Regions from separate parts of the Sus scrofa genome. Here region 2 is linked to region 1. A link is a contact called in public Hi-C data. All regions are on one chromosome and are shown on one strand. The core of a region is the stretch at or near the end of the contact, and the rest is flanking DNA. Distances in the headings are between cores, read along the strand shown.

Region 1 (4,179 bases), core at 421-2,920:
CATCACCTCCTCAACTAAACTGGGGCTGTAGAGCACACCAGGCACCTTTCAGGCACCCAGGGTCACTGGAGTGACAGCAAAGTGCTATGGACCCATCCACTGGGATGTCACTGCCACATGGGAAGCAGCACAAGGGACAGGAGTGTGAACTAGGCGACAAGGATGAAGCTGATTGTGTGTGACCTTGGGCAGGTCTTGTGCCTCTTTGGGGCTTCACGTCTCCAGCAGTAAGTGGAAGGAATGGACAGGGGGCCAACCGTGTGATGGGCCACAGCGGTGGCTCCAGCCTTGTCCCTGGCTTCAGTGCAGTGGGAGAGGAGACATGTATAAACAGACTTAAAAGTTCTAGAGGACTAGGGTGGTGAAAAAGGACTGTGCCAGGGACTGACGGAGCCCTGAGAAAGGTCAAGTAATGTCACCTGGGGAGGATGCCACGATAAGACTGTTATGAAAGAGCCCGGCATACCTGAATCTTTCCACCACCCCAACCTGGGCCTGTCCTGGAGGCAGCCTAAGAAATGTCTTATCACCTTAGTGCTCTCCTCCCTGTCCTCAGGGGCTTCCCAGGCTTGCTGAAAGGAAGTCTCTCCTCCTCTGAAGTTCCGTTGTTTATTGCAGGAGGTTGGGAGGTAGGGTCAGAGAGACCAGGGCTCAAGATGCCCTGACAGCCATGAGTTTCCAGACACACCTAGAATCTTCTCTTGTCCTATCTCTGCTTAAAACCTTTCAAGCCTATCTCTGCCTTGCGGATAAAGAACAAACTCTTGAGCATATCAAGGCTTTGGGCAGCCAGACTTGTCTTCAGATTAGACTAGGATCTCTTACTCTTGGTGCTGCTGACATTTGGAGTTGGGGGGCTGTCCTGTGTGTTGCGGCATGTGTGGGAACATCCCTGGCTTCTGCTTATTGGACATCAGTAGCGCACACACTCCCCAGCTGTGATAAACAAAAATGCTTCCAGACGTTGCCGAATGTTCTCAGACTCACTCCTGCTGGAGAAGCACTGGACTAGAGGAGGGTCAGCTTTTTTTATTTCCAAGAGTGCGGCTTACTACCTCTCATAATACCTTTCCCATTCCCCCCCTCTACCTGGCTGAACCTCCCTGGTCCCACAGATCACAGACACCCTCTCCCCCAGAAGTCTCTCTGACCCCCTCAGACTGGGTCAAGTGACGCCTCTGGGCTCTGAAGCCAGACTAGCTCCCTAACCCAGCCCTGCCCACCCGGGGTTATCACCATCTGGGGGCCAATTTGTATGTCTTTCCCACTGGACTAGGTGCCCCAGGAGGACAGAGACTCCATCAGCACTGTGTCCCCAGGGCTGCCAAGCTCAGAGCCAAGGGCAAAGCAAGAGCTTAGTATACCTGGAATGAATGGACTTTGAAACAGAAGCTAGGCTGAGATGGAATTTCCTGATGCCCATCGTGGGTGGAAACTGGCAGCCAGCAAGGACCTGCTGGAAAGTCAGGCTGCCTCCTGGCCCCTGCCTGGCCCTCAGGGTCTCAGCTGCTTCTCAGCCCTCCTGGGCCGCTTAGCAGATGTTCCTACGAATTGTGAGAGATTGGAAACAGAAGTCCAAAAGCAAGAACAGTGTCTTAGTCACTGCTCTGTCCACAGCCGCCGCTACCCCGTCCTGACTCGTGGGGCCCAGCACAGAGCAGCCAGATGCTCGGCCCAGACTCACACCCCAGCCAGCCTGCTCTGCCTGTAGTCATGGGCTCAGACACAGGACCCAGAGCCCTGCCATTCATTCCTTCAGCTAATGTGCTAATCCTGTGCTAATGCTGGAAGACACAGCTGGGAAAAAAACAGAGGCCCCTCCCGCTTGGAGCTCTGCTCCGGAAGGAAGGGGAGAGGGTGGACAGGGACATACAGTGAACAAGGTAAATAAGGGAAATACACAGCAGCTCGGATGGCGATAAGGGCCATGGAAAGAAAGATATTTGGGGAGGGGGGGTGGGGAGCAAGGGGGGATGGGTAGGAGGGTTGTCTTTTATTTATTTTTTTTTGTCTTTTTGCCTTTTCTAGGGCCGCTCCCAAGGCATATGGAGGTTCCCAGGCTAGGGGTCTAATCAGAGTTGTAGCTGCCGGCCTACACCACAGCCACAGCAACACGGGATCCGAGCCGTGTCTGCGACCTACACCACAGCTCACGGCAACGCCGCATCTTCAACCCACTGAGCAAGGCCAGGGATGGAACCCGCAACCTCATGGTTCCCAGTCGGATTCGTTAACCACTGTGCCACGACGGGAATTTCTGTCTTTTAAATAGGGTGTTCTGGAAGGACTTCTCTGAGAGTGACAGACCCGAAGAATGTGAGAGAGGGACTCTGCAGACACCTGGGGAAGAGTGTTTGGGGGGAGGAGAACAGCCAGAGCCAAAGCTCTGCCGTGGGAGGTGATGGGAGGTGCCTGGAATGATGAAGGTACAGTGAGGAGGCCAATGGGGGAGGGGCGGGTGCATGAGGGGAGAGAAGTGAGCACAGAGAGGCAGGGAGGGGGCCAGATCACACCAGGCCTTGGGGGCCATGGTGAAGACTTAGCCTTTCCAATGAGGGAAGGGGAGCTGCAGAAAGACTGCCTCTTTATGGAGGTATGATTTAGATACCACTCTTAGTACTGGGTTCGGTGGCCTTGGGTATATGCATGCAGTTGTGCGGTGCACCTGTCATCACAGCCCAGCCCATCTGAGAACACTTCCATCCCCTCAGAAAGATCCCTCTTCCCTTCTGCAGAAACTTCTGCTCCCAACCCCAGCCCTGGGCAACCCCTAAGGTGCTTTCTGTCACCATAGTTTCACCTTTTCTAAAGCTTCCTTATAAACAGAACAACAATAACCACAAATTCATATCTTATTTAATATGGCTTTTTTTTTTTAGTACTTTGTCTCTGGTGGTAACCTCAAAAATAAAGATACAACTCAAAATCACAGCACTATTGTCTTCTGAGGCATGAAGAGGCCTGATGAGTTACTACATCATAAAGTAAGTCACAGTAAGAAAAGAAAAACAGAGGATGTGATATTGAGACTTCAAAATCCTATTGTGGGAGTTCCCATCGTGGCTCAGTGGTTAAGGAACCCAACTAGTAACCATGATATTGTGGGTTTGAGCCCTGGCCTTGCTCAGAGGGTTAAGGATCCAGCGTTGTGGTGAGCTGTGGTATAGGTCACAGACGTGGCTTGGATCCCGCGTTGCTGTGGTTCTGGCCTAGGCTGGCGGCTACAGCTCCGATTGGACCCCTAGCCTGGGAACCTCCATGTGCCGAGGGTGCGGCACTGTTTAAACTTTTCACCCTGTTGAAGCTCTCTCCAATGAAAACACTCTTGAGTAGGAAATCCCAATGTTTGTAGACTCACTTTGGAAAAGAACGCCTTGTGTGTTTGTATTTGATAACATTGTTATAGTTACTAAAGCATCGGCTCATGTTTCTGGAATTTCGTAGGATTCCCCAAGGCAGAGGCAAGGTTATTTGTGGGCACAAGCCTCTCGGTTCAGTATTTTCTTTAGTGTTGGGTTGCTATGGAATAACACAAATCAGTGAATTTGCTTGATTTTCAAGCTATTCTAAAACAGTTTTCAATGATTAAATGTGAAAGAATGGTACTATGCAGAGATTCTTCTACTATAAGTTGTTTTACAAAATAAATGATTTCTCAGTCTTCGTCCTTCCACATATTTTGGGGTACATCATCCAGCTTTATAAGATGTTTCAAGACAAAAATCAGATTCTGGCTACAGGGTCTATTTTCAAACATTCATAGATATGTTAATCTCACAGCAAGAGGGAGACAACTAATCAAATTGTTGAGTCCAAAGAGAATAAGATCTCATGAGAATTCTGTAAACACAGCAAAGGAGAAAAATACTAATCATATTTAAAGAAAACATTAGTGGACCATGATGCTCATTAAATTTTAAACGTTGAAGTAATGAAATTTGTTTATGCAGAATTATTTGCTTCTAATTTTGTTACTTGGTCCAGCAAGAACAACCTCAAAAGAGAATTGGGGTAGAAGATAGTTTGTTATTAAGGTTATATGAATTTTCACACTTGAGTAAAATGAGATGACTAAGACCAGAGCAAGAACAGATTCATGTACATGTTGCACGGTTCCTTCATATTAGTCCTAGTGTTTTGTGGTATTGATAGCACAATAATAATAATAGTTATTATTAT
Region 2 (4,179 bases), core at 776-3,275, 220 kb before region 1:
TTAAGCTACTTCTGTTACTGATGCATTTGATGACAATTACTAGGTCCTGATCTAAGCTTCATGCCAGGAGGTGGGAACGTAACAGTGAAATAACCTCTTGCTATTCTGTGATTTTATATAGCCTGGTGGGTGAAAGAAAGGAAGCAAATAAGCCTTCAGGTTTAAAACTGTGGCAAATGTCATGAAAAAAGTGTTTATTTGCTGTGAGATTTTGCAGTAGACCTGGATTATTGCCTCAGAGTGCTTAATTCATTCCGTGTTATGACTGAGCATCCGCTATGTTCAAGGGATAAGACAGAGGCTGTCCTTGGACGCTTGGAGATTATAAATCAATGGGAAAGACAAATAACAGATATTATAGCGCAGCATGAAAGAGGCAGGGAGCATGATGCATGGCATTGTGCCTAGGCTGTGCCATCTGAAATGTCAGCCCATCTTTGCTGAGTGATCTGAGACAAACTGCTTAACACCAGAGCTTAGCAGCAAAGGAATTCTTTTGTGGGCTGGAGTATGCAGTGATACGCTTCTGATCACACCACACCATGGGATCATAAATAGCAACAAACAAACATGGACCATGTTGGGTACTATCCCTGAAGTAGCAGACTTTTGACCTCATTTTATCTACAGGTCAGCCGTTTCTTACTTCTCATCAACTCATTTGTAAATGAATGAGTTGTAAAATAAAGTTACTACTATTATCTTCATGAGCATTGCTGTGAGGATTAAATGAGATAATATATATATATACATATATATTACATATATATAATTTATATATATATATTTTCTTTTTATGACTTCACCCATGGCATATGGACATTCCCAGAACAAGGATCAAATCAGAGCTGCAGCTGCAGGCCCACACCACGGGCATGGCAACGTAGGATCCTTAACCCACTGAGCAAGGCCAAGGATAGAATCCACAACCTCACAGACACTATGTGGGGCTCTTAACTTGCTGAGCCACAAGGAGAACTCCAATTTTTAAAAAATTCAGTCATCTGTATCTCAGAAAATAAGTGTTTAAAACAACACCTTAAATTTAGAGAAAAAAAACTTTTTTTTTTTTTTTTTTTGTCTTTTCTAGGGCCACTCCCACGGCATATGGAGGTTCCCAGGCTAGGGGTCCAATTGGAGCTGTAGCCGCCGGCCTACGCCAGAGCCACAGCAACGTGGGATCCGAGCCTCGTCTGCAACCTACACCATAGCTCGCAGCAACACCGGATCCTTAACCCACTGAGCAAGGCCGGGGATCGAACCTGCAACCTCATGGTTCCTAGTCGGATTCGTTAACCACTGAGCCACGATGGGAATTCCCTTTCACTATTCTTGGTGCTTCTGAAATTTCCTGAATTTTAAGTTGATCGCCTCTCTCCATGCCATTTACTGAGAAATGAAAATCTGGGAAGACAAAGGCCTTCATTTATATTAAGGCCTCTGTTTCATAAACTGTTAAGCTAAATGTGATTATATTTCTCTGACAATCTCATGTATATTTACTTTGCTTATTTGAAACTTGAGAAACCTTTTTCTCTTAAGTGATTTTTCCTATTATTCAGCTTATTTCTTGTCTAGCACTGCTCGCAATTATTCATTAAGGATTATTCAACATCAAAATAAAACTAAAAGTTCACGCTGGAATTGCGTGAGAAGGAGGAAAAGAGCGAGCTTTCGAGTATTTACAAACATGACTCAAGGGTATGACCAATGATGTGTGCTGTGTGGAGAAAGAGGAAAGGGAATTGCGTGAGGTGAAAGAGCAACTTATTTTTAGACAGATGTTTTCTACTGGAATCAGGAAGTGATGGAAACTTTCCCTTTCCTTATATGATCCTAATGTGGAAGAGATTAAAAACCAATGACTGTAAAGGCAGTGATTACCGGACGGAAAAACCACCTCCTCTCTGATAGCCCATTTCTCTGTTTGTAAAGGCTGAGAAACAATGACACAACTATGAGTAGAGCAGACGAGTTTGAAAAGAGTATTCCAGAAGAATGCAGTGAGTAAAAAAACCTGCTGCTCCACAAACTGCAGCAGTACAGCAGAAGCATGTTCTCACTGTCCAGTCTGGTTACTCTCTGACACTCATATGCTTCAGATTTCCACAGACGAATTCATGCTCAATTTACATAGGACTAACTAAAACTTATTTTCTCTGGAGATAAAAATTTGATAGTATCCTTCAGAGTGATACTTTGTAACATGGTTGTGCTCTTTTTTTTTTTTTTTTTCTTTCTTTGGTCTTAGGGCCGCACCTGGCATATATGGAGGTTCCCAGGCTAGGGGTCCAATCAGAACTGTAGCCGCTGGCCTACGCCAGAGCCCCAGCAACTCGGGATCCGAGCCATGTCTGCAACCTACACCACACCTCACAGCAATGCCAGATCCTTAACCCACTGAGCGAGGCCAGGGATCGAACCCGCATCCTCAGGGATGCTAGTGGGGTTTGTTAACCGCTGAGCCACAAGGGGACCTCCTTGTACTCATTTTTGAGAACTAAAACATCTTGGAGGAATAGGAAAAACACTCTAAATAACAGAAATATATTCAAACTGTAGTGTGAATGGCATATACATGCCATTTTATTTATTTAAATATATATTTGAATTTAAATTTAAATATATTTATATACATGTAATATAATAAATTAGCTTTTCTCTAGAGGAAATGAGTTTGTTTTCTGTATAAACTCAGGATATGTGTTTAAGATGTTTCTCATTAGTTAAAACCTGTTTTTAGCTTAGAGAGCGGTATGGAGTATAATCATGTAAATAAATTTACATAATTTTCAAAAATTATTGAAGCAAATGAGATACAATGGATAGAAACTATAACTTAGAATTCATTATTTCATGGTTATGGCCCTTCTGATTTCCAGTAAAAAGCATGCTGGTATTTGGATCCAAGCGTTTATAATGCAACAGGCATGAAAATAATTTCCTATATCAAACAGTGTAGAATTTATAGAGCACTTTGTACTTCTCATTAGTTCTTCTTCCCTAAGAGGTTACTCTAGGTTTACATAAATATGTCAGGAAAAATTAACGTTGTGTGTATCTGCTCATCCTCAATGACCAGTACAGGTATGGTGGGTTGAATGGTGGCCCTCCAAAAGGTAGGTCCATGGCCTGACCCTCGGACCAGTGAATGCAAACTTATCTGGAAAAGGAGTTTCTGCAATGTAACTAAGGGTCTAAAGATAAGATCACCGTGGATTATCTGGACAGGCTATAAATCCAATGACAAATGTTCTTATAAGAACACACACACACACACCCACAGAAGGCCATAGAAAGCCAGAGGCTGAGGTTGGGGTTATGTAGCCACAGGCCAAAAAAAAAGCCTGGAGCTACTGGAAGCTGGTTTGGCTATGATGGTTCGACCCAAACCAAACATCTTAAGGACATCATACACAGAAGTTCTAAACAAAGGATCATACCAGGATGTCAACAAATACATCAGGTTAGTGTGGAAAAAAAAAACCCAGATTCTTTACGTCTTTTTTGTGGGTAAATGAAATTCTGACTTCGAGTGAAAATACAGGGAGATAAAGTTAATTTACATACATGATTTTTGCAATTGTGAAGACTAGCTCATTTCAATTTTTCCTTGTTCTCTCCTCCTTTTCTCCTTTTTTTCACTGCCTCTTTCTCTCCTTTTTTCCTTCCTTCTTTCCTTTTACTTTTAAGAGAAGGAGCCCACTGTTCTGGGTTCTACTCACTATACCTTTAAAAGGGCACTGAAAAACAGATTTATATCTAATATATGGTGATATAGTATAAAATAATTTAATTTATGGCATAATAACCATAATAAATTACTCTCCGTGTGATTTAGTAAATTAAAGGAAAAAATCTTTAATAGTAAACTCTGAATTTCCCTACATTCTTTGCTTACTCCTCGAAACAAAGATTTTCTTCCCTTAAATTCTGCTTATTTTGCAGACTTGAATATGAATAAATTGGTTTGTTTTAATTTACCAATATTAAAGACCAATCCTATTACAGTTTTCCTTGGATGAACCCTACTGGTAAACTCAATTTACATGGCATATATTGAACTTACTAAATGGTTAACAAAAGAAACTTGACAAATGAAACACGGAACTATTTTTCCTAAATCAATTAATAATACTATTTAGAGTCATGAGGCTTTTTATATTAGGCCTATTACTA

Evidence for each region. Hi-C and Micro-C count contacts between places; a contact is called where the count stands out from the background.
Region 2: a contact with region 1 is called in a Hi-C map of embryonic fibroblasts, with 2.3 times the contacts expected there. The contact joins two enhancer-like sites. A contact is called at or near these places in 1 of 47 Hi-C or Micro-C datasets (embryonic fibroblasts) and 1 of 2 datasets of contacts at active chromatin or transcription factors (skeletal muscle).

Annotation. Positions count from the first base shown.
Region 1 is chr9:127,928,347-127,932,525 of Sscrofa11.1, reverse strand. All of the region lies in intron 6 of PLA2G4A (cytosolic phospholipase A2), which reads right to left. Among named protein-coding and RNA genes, the nearest start is that of PTGS2, 72 kb to the right of the region's middle. Within about 2 kb of position 1,670, at least 11 of the 83 cell types and tissues checked have an H3K27ac peak or open chromatin away from gene starts, as enhancers often do. A contact at or near this core is called in embryonic fibroblasts, where this site is marked.
Region 2 is chr9:128,147,282-128,151,460 of Sscrofa11.1, reverse strand. The region is part of intron 20 of PLA2G4A (cytosolic phospholipase A2); the gene reads right to left. Among named protein-coding and RNA genes, the nearest start is that of PTGS2, 290 kb to the right of the region's middle. Within about 2 kb of position 2,025, at least 21 of the 83 cell types and tissues checked have an H3K27ac peak or open chromatin away from gene starts, as enhancers often do. A contact at or near this core is called in embryonic fibroblasts, where this site is marked.